Linked DNA regions of Mus musculus: region 1 is linked to region 2. A link is a contact called in public HiChIP or PLAC-seq data. All regions are on one chromosome and are shown on one strand. The core of a region is the stretch at or near the end of the contact, and the rest is flanking DNA. Distances in the headings are between cores, read along the strand shown. Region 1 holds the start of Mtmr10 (myotubularin related protein 10). Region 2 has its middle 35 kb from the start of Gm39023.

The links. HiChIP or PLAC-seq counts read pairs in DNA pulled down with a chosen protein or histone mark.
Region 1: a contact with region 2 is called in an H3K27ac HiChIP or PLAC-seq map of regulatory T cells, with 4 times the contacts expected there. The contact joins the promoter of Mtmr10 here to the enhancer-like site in region 2. A contact is called at or near these places in 2 of 39 promoter capture datasets (hippocampal neurons and pre-B cells), 3 of 484 Hi-C or Micro-C datasets (CD4 T cells, CD8 T cells and regulatory T cells), 8 of 115 datasets of contacts at active chromatin or transcription factors (T-cell acute lymphoblastic leukemia, bone marrow-derived macrophages, double positive thymocytes and 5 more) and 2 of 9 other capture datasets (adipose tissue and liver).

Annotation. Positions count from the first base shown.
Region 1 is chr7:64,286,311-64,291,045 of GRCm38.p6, forward strand. Mtmr10 (myotubularin related protein 10) reads left to right here and starts at 1,360. Exons shown (of 16, transcript NM_172742.2): 1 at 1,360-1,531; 2 at 2,029-2,089. The coding sequence starts at 1,472.
Region 2 is chr7:63,814,921-63,819,453 of GRCm38.p6, forward strand. No RefSeq gene overlaps it. Among named protein-coding and RNA genes, the nearest start is that of Gm39023, 35 kb to the right of the region's middle. Within about 2 kb of position 1,536, at least 138 of the 459 cell types and tissues checked have an H3K27ac peak or open chromatin away from gene starts, as enhancers often do. A contact at or near this core is called in CD8 T cells, T-cell acute lymphoblastic leukemia, adipose tissue and 7 more, where this site is marked.

The sequences.
Region 1 (4,735 bases), core at 110-2,609, 470 kb after region 2:
TGTCAGTGCACTTGTCTGCATGATGACTGTGATTTCTGGGGCTCACGTCAGTTTCCCTCTGACATTCATGATAAAATGTTGAGTTTGGACCACTATTTTTCAAAGTATAGGGGCATGGAATACCACTGGCCCCCTCCCACCAAAGTCTACTTCAGTTCAGAGGCACAACAAATCTAGACATACCCTATGCTGTGCTGAAGTTGGACAGCCCTTTGCAGCTAAGTGGCAGATTCTCATTTCCACAACCTACTGTATGAATGAAGGGAAAAGGGAAAGAAAAGAAAGGACATGACTACTCTTTGGTATGGTGGAGGAGAAAGTTTTTTGTAGATAAAAGGGAGATCATAGCCAGAGGCAGAGAAATCTGGGAGAGTTCAGAGTAGACTTGACCATGAGCCATGTGAGGAGAGCAGGGCAGGAAGGGGGAGAGGAGAGAGAGGAAGAAGGTGTAGCAGCCAAGAGGGCAAAAGGTGAAAGAGATCAGTCATTAAATAACCAAAATGACTGGATTTTATAGAGAAGAGCCTCTGGGGAAGGGCAGCCCAGTCCCTGGGTTGGAGAGTCCCTGGGTAGAGGGTTGGGTATGCTAACCATAACAGGTCCCATAAAAGCTAGGGACTAAGGGATGCTGAGAGAACCTGGAAGCCAGGTATGCTATATGTTAAACAGGCACCTGACCTATTAGTCCCAGGGTTTGAAATTTAACAGTGTTTGGTTCCCACCAGCGATGGGGTCTTCTCTCCCTGGAATTCTGTTAACTTACCTGTTGAATAGCATCTTTATAAATGAGGATGGAAAGGGGCGTGGGGAGACAACTTGCTTAATATCCCTTTTCACTTAAAGTTTAACGAGAAGAATAAAATCAGAAAACTAAACTGGGGGTTCTGGTTTGCCAGCCAGTATCATCTGTCCCAGGCACTCAGCACAAGCCAAGCCTCAGAACCTCAAGGAAACCAGTGGTTAAATCAATTGGTAGCAAGAGGTGAAAGAAAAGTCTTCCCTCCTTTAATATAGCAGCCATCGCAGATGCCGGAGGACTCGGGTCCTGGAACAGCAGCTACCGTGCACACTGACCACCACAGGCCATTGCAGCTTCGCGAAGCCGGCATGACCCTCGTGAGTCGCAGTAGGCCTGTGAAATCCTCCGTGACCCCTGCGGGCCTCCGTAGAAGCGCGCTCTCAAGATGGCCTCTCGGGTCCCCGTGGCGCCCCACTCCAGCGTCGCGCTCCGTGACAGTACCGCCTAGAGACTGAAAGCTTTGACTGCAGCTCCGCGCGAGTCGCTTCCGGGGATGGGCGTGGCTCCACCAGGCTCCGCCTATTTCGGGCGGGCGCTCGGCCTGGTCCGTCCCCGCCCGTCAGTCCGCCCGGCGGGGCGGGCCGCAGACCCGGCCTGGGCAGCTGCACCGGGAACGCTGAACCGGGAGACTTCTGACCGGCCATAGGGCCGGGGCGCACAGGCGGCGGCACCATGTTCTCTCTCAAGCCGCCCAGACCCAGCTTCAGGTCCTACCTCCTGCCGCCGGCCCAGGTAAGCGCTCGCGACCCGGCGGGGGGCTCGGGACCCAGACGAGTCGCCGGCAAGCGCGCCTCCCGGGAGCCACGGGCGCAGTAGAAACTTGTAGCGCTCCGCGGCGGCGGCCATTCTCTGGCCGAAGTCCTGCGGTCCCTAGTCCTGCCGTGTGACGAGATCGTAGAACCGTCCGGAGCTGCATTTCTTTCCTTCCTTCGGGGCTGGGCACCGACCCTGCGGTGACTGCCAGATGGTTGCAGCGCTGTGGACACCTCGCAGAGCTTACCTGTCTCATAGCTGTGAATTCTTGAAAGCGGCTTGGGCTGTTGTAAATATGTTTATTGTGAGGCTCTCAAGTCGACGAGAAGATCTTAAAACGATCTCTATTTGGACCTGAAAGAGTTTTTAGTAGGGGATATATGTCTGTTGCATGTGTCATCACTTAGAAAATCTGCCTTAGTATCTTGTGACAGGGCGGTGTTTGGATTTTGCTTTATTTTGTTCCTGTATTTCAGACTGACGATAAGATCAGTTCCGAACCGAAGATTAAAAAGCTGGAGCCGGTCCTTTTGCCAGGTAAATTTCAGAATTTGAATGTGCCTTGGACTGAGATTGTACGGAATGGTATTGTGTAGTTCTCTTTCCCTTTCCATTATTTTTAACTTTCTCCAGAGAGTTGGCTAGACATAATTGATGTTTGTCTCGGAAAGTTTAAAGTACAATAGAAGACTTTCAAGAGAATAACTACCTCATTTCTTTTCTGTCTCCTGAAAGGGTAGTTTTGAAAGATGAATCTAATTGCTTGGGTAGTGAAAGTTCTTATGCTTTCCATATGTGTTACCACCTAATGAAATCATGATTAATAATCCAATCATTTTAATGTGTTTTGATAGTATGAAAAGCATGTCTGTGTTCTAAGATAATGACAAAGCTTAGCAGACATTGACTGACTCTGTAATTGGCTTTTGAAGTTGTCAGCTGTCTGCAAGTTTGCTTCTTTCAGTTTAGAACTTTGTTTCCCAGTAGAGACACTATTGACCTTTCAGGCTGGGCAATTCTTGTGAGAAGCTGTCCTGAGCTGACAGCCATCCCTACCTCTTTGGCCTCTTATCAGTTCCATGATAGTGGTGCCCCCATCTTCTGCTAACTGCTAACATCCTCAGTACAACCAGAATGTCTCCAGGCATCCCCGTGTGTGTGTGTGTGTGTGTGTGTGTGTGTGTGTGTGTGCTCGAGCCTCTTGGAAATCATTTGTTAAGAACAAATTTATCTTAGATGGAGACCTTACAAATAGAAGTAGGGATTCATAGAAAACAGTTTTACAATGTAGAAAAACTATTATTTGATTACTATTTTTGAATTGTGTAGCAATTACACAATAATTAAAGAAAAATCGGTGTTTTAATAAGATTATTGGGGCAAATAACCAGACATTTAGGAAGGCCTATCTATCTTAAGCTTAAATTATGATCAAATACCAGTTTTGTATGTCAGAAAAAAAAAGTCTCAAATTCATCCCTTTAATAAGAGAGTTACGACTTCACAAGTGTGGGAACTTGAAGTGTAGTAGAGATGAACAGTTAAAGCGTCAGCCTTTGGTTCCGTATGGCAGATGCCAACTCTTAAAAGTTCTTGTAGACTACTAGAGTTATATTTTTTCTGGCTTTTGTTAGTGTCTTCTCCTCAGTGTTTACTGATGAACCCTTTCTGCTGGTCCTGAGAGTGAGCTGAAGCAGTACTGAGCAACCCTTGCCCCCGTGCATGCTCCGTGTTGGTATTCGCCACCGTAGGCACAGCAGAGACAGCCAGGGGAGCAGTATGCGTGTTGACCAAGTGTCTGGAAGCTGTTGAACTTTGCCTTCGCTTTGAACTGGTTTTTAGACAGCCAGGTCTCCCCTCAGCAATTCTGTGCTCTGACACTAAAAAACAATGTAGTCCTAACTATAAATACTCAAGTTTTGTTTTTTTTTTAATTAGCTTTTAAACTTAAGCTATGCTTAGGAAAAATGTGATTATGAATATGGTTGAAGAATTTTCTTAATGAAGAATTAGTCTTTGAAATTACTACTAATACTACTACTATTACTACTACTACTACCATTTCTGGGGAAGATTTTAACCCCGGTTCCTGACTGTGAGTAGTATACTTTTCGTAGAAATAGCAGTGTCTTTTGTTCAATGCCCATTAAAAAACTTGCTGACCTGAATGATAACCCTGATTGATGTCCAGTTTTTCTTTGCTCCCTGTTTATCTACAGAAGACTGGGCTGCTCCTGAACTGTAAAGCCTTGCCCCTTGCCTAGCCTCTGCTGTTCTTACCGTCTTGTCCCCACTTTCCCAATGCTCTTTGAGGTTGCGCTTTGGCTGAGCCTCCCATTCTGGTCTCCCTTTCCTGCCTTAACTCTAATGTCAAATCTGCAATTCCTGCTAAAACCCCAGTGGTATTTCTTCGGCCTACAACGTGGTACTCTGCATGTGTAATCTGGAAAACGAATAGAAAGTATTGTGATCTAAGCCTGGGCTAGGGTGATGAGGCTTGCAGCTCGTGGTAGAGTATGTGCTTACCATGCTTGGCGTGCGCAAGACACTGGGTTTGCTCCCCACCACCACAAAAATGACAGTGAGCAAACTATAAAGACCTAAGCTAGAAGAGCACTTTTGACTGAGGGCGTGGCTAATACAGTTCTGCCCTTCATTGCCACTGGGGGCAAGAGAAAATCCTCTCAAGTCTCCTGTGGCTTTCTTTACCCAGGTACAAAGAACAAGAAGTAATTGTTCCGTGATATAGTAGCATACACTGCGTTTTGGCTTACTGCCTTGGGTCCAAGGATATCCTACTACGGTTGCCCGAAGTTTGAACTTTTAATTCAATAAGCAGATGAAAATTAGAACACAAAATCAATTGTTTACTTGTGGGCCTTGATCATGTGCTCCGTTGGGCCTCAATGCCAAGTTTAAAATGGTCCCCATCATTTATTAAGTAAAGAAAATTGAAGAAAATGATGAGTAATTGAATTCAGATTCTGGTTTATATTAGTAATTCTCAACTTTCCTGATTCATGAAGCTCTTTGAGATGAGGATTGTATCAAATATAGCTTTGTGAACCTGTTACCTTAACACAGTGCCTGAAATGTGACACTATGCTATCACTGAGTGAATGACTGGACAGTAGGACCCCACCCTGCTCAAACTGTTACCTTAGGTGTGCCTGCATGCAGAAA
Region 2 (4,533 bases), core at 286-2,785:
GAAAGAAAGAAAGAGAGAGAGAGAAAGAAAATCCAGTCTAAGGGCAAGAGGGTGTCCCCCAAGGCTCAGTTCATATGGTACAGCCTGAGGCGAGAGGCTCCTCCCTTCCAGAGTGCTTGTGTTTGACTGGGTGGAGCATAGGTGCACAGGACTAAGTGCTGGGGGCCCTTGAGACCCCACAAGCACAGTGCTTTTGAGACCCCACAAGTGCAATTTGTGGTTTTATTTGCCAGACCTCAGTGTGAGACCCAATCAGAACCGAGTGCTGGTTCAGTGGATGAATGTCAGTAAAAAGGAGAGTGTTTCAGTCAGACAATCTGTAATTCTGTGGGATGGGTGTTGGCTCATGCTAATGATATCAAGTGTACACACACACACACACACACACACACACACACACACACACACACGTGTGCGCACTCACTCAAAAATCACCATACATGAAAAATGTGTGAAGTACAATTAATGTGTTGATTGTCGCCGGGCACGGTGGCATATGCCTTTAATCCCAGCAGTCGGGAGGCAGAGGCAGGTGGATTTCGGAGTTTGAGGCCACCCTGGTCTACAAAGTGAGTTCCAGGACAGCCAGGGCTCTACAGAAAAACCCTATCTTGAAAAATACCCCCCGCCAAAAAATTCTGCTGATTGTCTACCTCCAGCGTAGCCGCACGCACTGCACAGCGATGACTGACTGTTTCCTCTACTGGTCTCTAGTTCTTAGATGTGTCAGCTCAAAGCCGGGGCCCAGCATCATGAAAAGGGATTGTAGTATATACCACTAGCCTGAGAAAAAGTCCAAACTCACTATTCAGTGTATGGTTTCTATTGAATACACACCAATTTCACACTATGGCTTAGTCAAAAAGTCCTGTCAGGCCACTGGCATGTGTATGTACAGACATCTACAGGGACAGACAAACGTGCACACATGCCAACGGAAAGTCATCACCTGTAGGCTGAATACAGATTTTTCTTGAAACTTGTATCATCTTGTAGACCATAACACGTAGTGTGTGTGTGTGTGTGTGTGTGTGTGTGTGTGTGTGTTTATATATGCACATATGTGTATAGGTTTTCCAGGTAACTTGTATTACTTCTGGTGCGTCCGCTGCTGAGCAGCCCTGTTCACTCCAAGAGAAAGAAAATGTTAATAAACCGAAAGCGCCCTGGCTTCTCAGGAAATAAGCTGGCAGGATTTTTAGTAAGAGCAGGATCTGAGCCAGTGTTGAAGGGCCTATGAACTGACTGCCGGAAGGGCTCAGGCGTGGGAGGCAGGAAGTCAGTCTAGCCTCTCTGCCTTTGACGCCCTAAGCAGTTTGGCCTTCTTAAGCAGTTAGTTACCTGTAAAATAATCAGAGCCAGCTCCTGTGACCTGTCTGTGATGAAACTGCCTCATACGAGGATCCAGACGTGACGCCAGGGCTCTTCCTCACTCTCACAGTCAAAAGCTTTCACCTTACACACTAGCCCAAGCTGTTCCCACAACCCTGTGACAAAGTCCCTTTAGCAGCAGCCCCATTCTTGTGCCCTACAACACACCAAAGGACTACCACAGACAAAAACCTTGAAACAAAAAAACACCAGGGCTGAGCCCACCCCCTTAGCATGTATAAGATACACACAGGAAGGAAGTGGCTGGCTGATTCAAGGAGGCAGGGCTACAATGTCTCCAGGAAGGAATATTTTCCAACCAGTTCACCCTGCCTGTGGTTTTGAACAAGATTTCAGACATAGCTCTAGCCAGTCCCCAGCCCCCTGCTGTGTCGCTCCTGGACCCTCCACCAACATGGGCAGCAGCTGCTGTCTAGACACAGCAACAAGGGTGGGTGCCCATGCAGGAAGTCATCCAGCAGGCTGCTCTGCTCAATGGTCTTGGAGTTGGAAGCAAGCAAGAGAGGCACAAGCTGCTTGTGGTGGGAGCAGGAAGGGCCAGGCCCTGCCTGGTGGGCAGGGAAGAGGACATTCCCCCCTGCCTCTTGCTGGGTACTCCCGGAGATGACTCATCAGCAAACCTGTTTTTGGTTTCTGCTCATAACTAGCTCCAGGTCTCAGCAGATCCAGCTCTGAGCTCCAGGGTCTCTCCAAACAGGACCCTCCCTGGATTGGAAGTTTCTTCTCTGTGTCTGTGACTGGGAGGGCTTACAGGAAGGATCCAGTTCTGAGCTCTTCCATCCCCTGCCCTTCTGTGTCCAAAGCTTCCCCTCTGTTAAAGCTCTTGTTGCAGGGTAGGCAAGAACACTGGGGCACTTCCCACTCTGCCATGGACACTGGCACTCTGTCCTTCCTCCCTGTCCTCTGCTCACGTCCTATCTGGTGTCAGCTTTAGCAACTTTCTGGACTCTCCAGATGGAAAGTCCCTCTTTCTTACTGCCTCTAATCTGACACCATAACCAATGGCAACTATGTATCCAGCCATGTGAGTCCAACTGAGTCACTTCAACTTGCTGAGCTTCAGTTCTACATCTGTAGGGTAGGCATGTTGAGAGATGCCAACAGAGATGAAGCAACCATTGTGAAGCAAGGAGCTGAGCACCTAGAGCTGGTCCAGGACCCTGGTAGACACTAACACCAGGGCAGAGGGTGCTGAGTGATCTTTTTTCCAGGCAGTGGCCACTCCCCCCCTTCAATCAGATTAGCCAGTTCCCCCACATCTCCACCCACAGTCTTGCCTGCATATGGTAGGTCTGACATGTAGTTGAGGGCCAGCAGACTCCACGTAGAGGAAGGCAGCCAAAACCCCAGAAGAGCCAACAACCTCTCCCATAGAGAAGAACAGATAGAGAGCAGATGGAGCCTTTACTGTTAGGGGCTGCCTGGGCCAGACACCCATTTCACAGACTACAGGTGCCAGTCAGTGAGGCCCACACAGGAACAGGGCTGGGTCCTCCATAGAGAGCTTACAGCTAAGCTCTCAGAGTGGGTGGCATTGAAGTGCCATTCCCCAGGACAACAAAGCCTGCAGGTAGGGAGGCTTCTTGACTGGTGACAGTCAGAACAGAGCTAGAGGTCATGGACTTGGCCTTGGAACTGAGGAGCTGGAGCCCTTTCTCCTAGACTGTCCTTGCCTCCATGAATGGACAGCAACAGGGTACAAATCTGAAGGCCAGGGAAGGAGAAAACCAGTCCAATGTCCCAGGACTCTATAGGGATCACTCTCAGAGGGTCGTTGTCTTGGCCCATTCCTGGGTGACCAAATTCTCTTGGTGGTTTAAAAATAAAGGTCATATGGACACATCTTTCTATGAGTGGACCCTGACCTGTGACCTTTGGAGACACCAAATCTGGAAAGCACTGGCCACCACCCAGCACCAAGACCCGGTATTCTCTGGAGTTGCCATTTGGACTCTATAGTGGTAGCACCTGTGTTCAGGCAGACTGCAGCCAGCATGCAGGGAGAGGCAGGAGGCCCACGCTGTCCACCAGAATGCTCTACCGCTGTGTCTAGTGGAGTTGCCAAGGTCATTTAAACCTTCCAGGCAGGGTCTCAGGATCAGAGCTATGTAGACATTCAAGCCAGGCCCAAGAGTGATAACTCCCTCTAGTGGGACTAGCCAAGTACAGTGCCAAAGCAGATTCACTGCTCAGAATTCCAAGTCAGAGATCCATTGGATATTTCTGCAGAACCAAGAGTGTGAAGATGCCAGGCCCTGTGCAGACCAGTACACCTGGCCTCGACCTTAGTGGAGTGAATCGATTGCATCTCTGTGTGGCAATCTTGGAGTAAGACTGTTGCTGCCTGAAGCTAGAAACAGTAGGGTTTGGACTTAACCTTCCCTACACAAGCTACACTGATTCAATGTTTCCGGTTGTCATGGCAGACCTTCTACCCTCGGAGTAAGTCCAAGGCCTCAACTTGTACCCAATGCCTGGTAATCCCAGCTGGGAAGAGCTGTGCCCACTGGTCCCGTCGTATCTAGTCAAGGACATTAGTCATGGCTTTCCTGTCCCTCTCTTCTGTACCACCAGTTTTCCATTTCTCCAAGACTGCCCTCAACACATTATGTTTAAGTTGACCCTCCATCTTCCTCTTCCCCTGGGACAGAGGAGCAAGGATCAGATGTTCCCCACACTGAAGTGCCTCTACACACCTTGTCTTGCTCTGAGAACACTCTGACAGGAATGTGGGGGGCAGAGATGAGGGGCAAACAGAGAGGTGGCTGGTCAGCTGTGAGCCTGAACCCTGGAGAGCAAGTGGAGACCCTGGGTTGAAGAAGCTACTCCAAGCTCTGGGAAGTGAGATGGTCAGAGGCCTCAGGACAGGGGAAGGGTGGCAGGAAGTGGCCCTGGATCAGCAAGGGCTGAGAGAATTCAGTGTAACACTTGTTAGGAAGATGCTTGAGGCCTTAGCAAGGCAGAGAGAGGCAGAAAGCTAGGACTTCTAACTCTGCCTTTGTGGTTTTCCCTCCCAGACCAGACATCTCAGTATCAGCGTGAACTTGTTTTGAGCTGAGCTCTGCTCCCAAGTCTCCTCACAGATCATGAAAGACATACTGGATAGGAGCAGACAGCTCCAAAGCAACTTAACTGAACTTC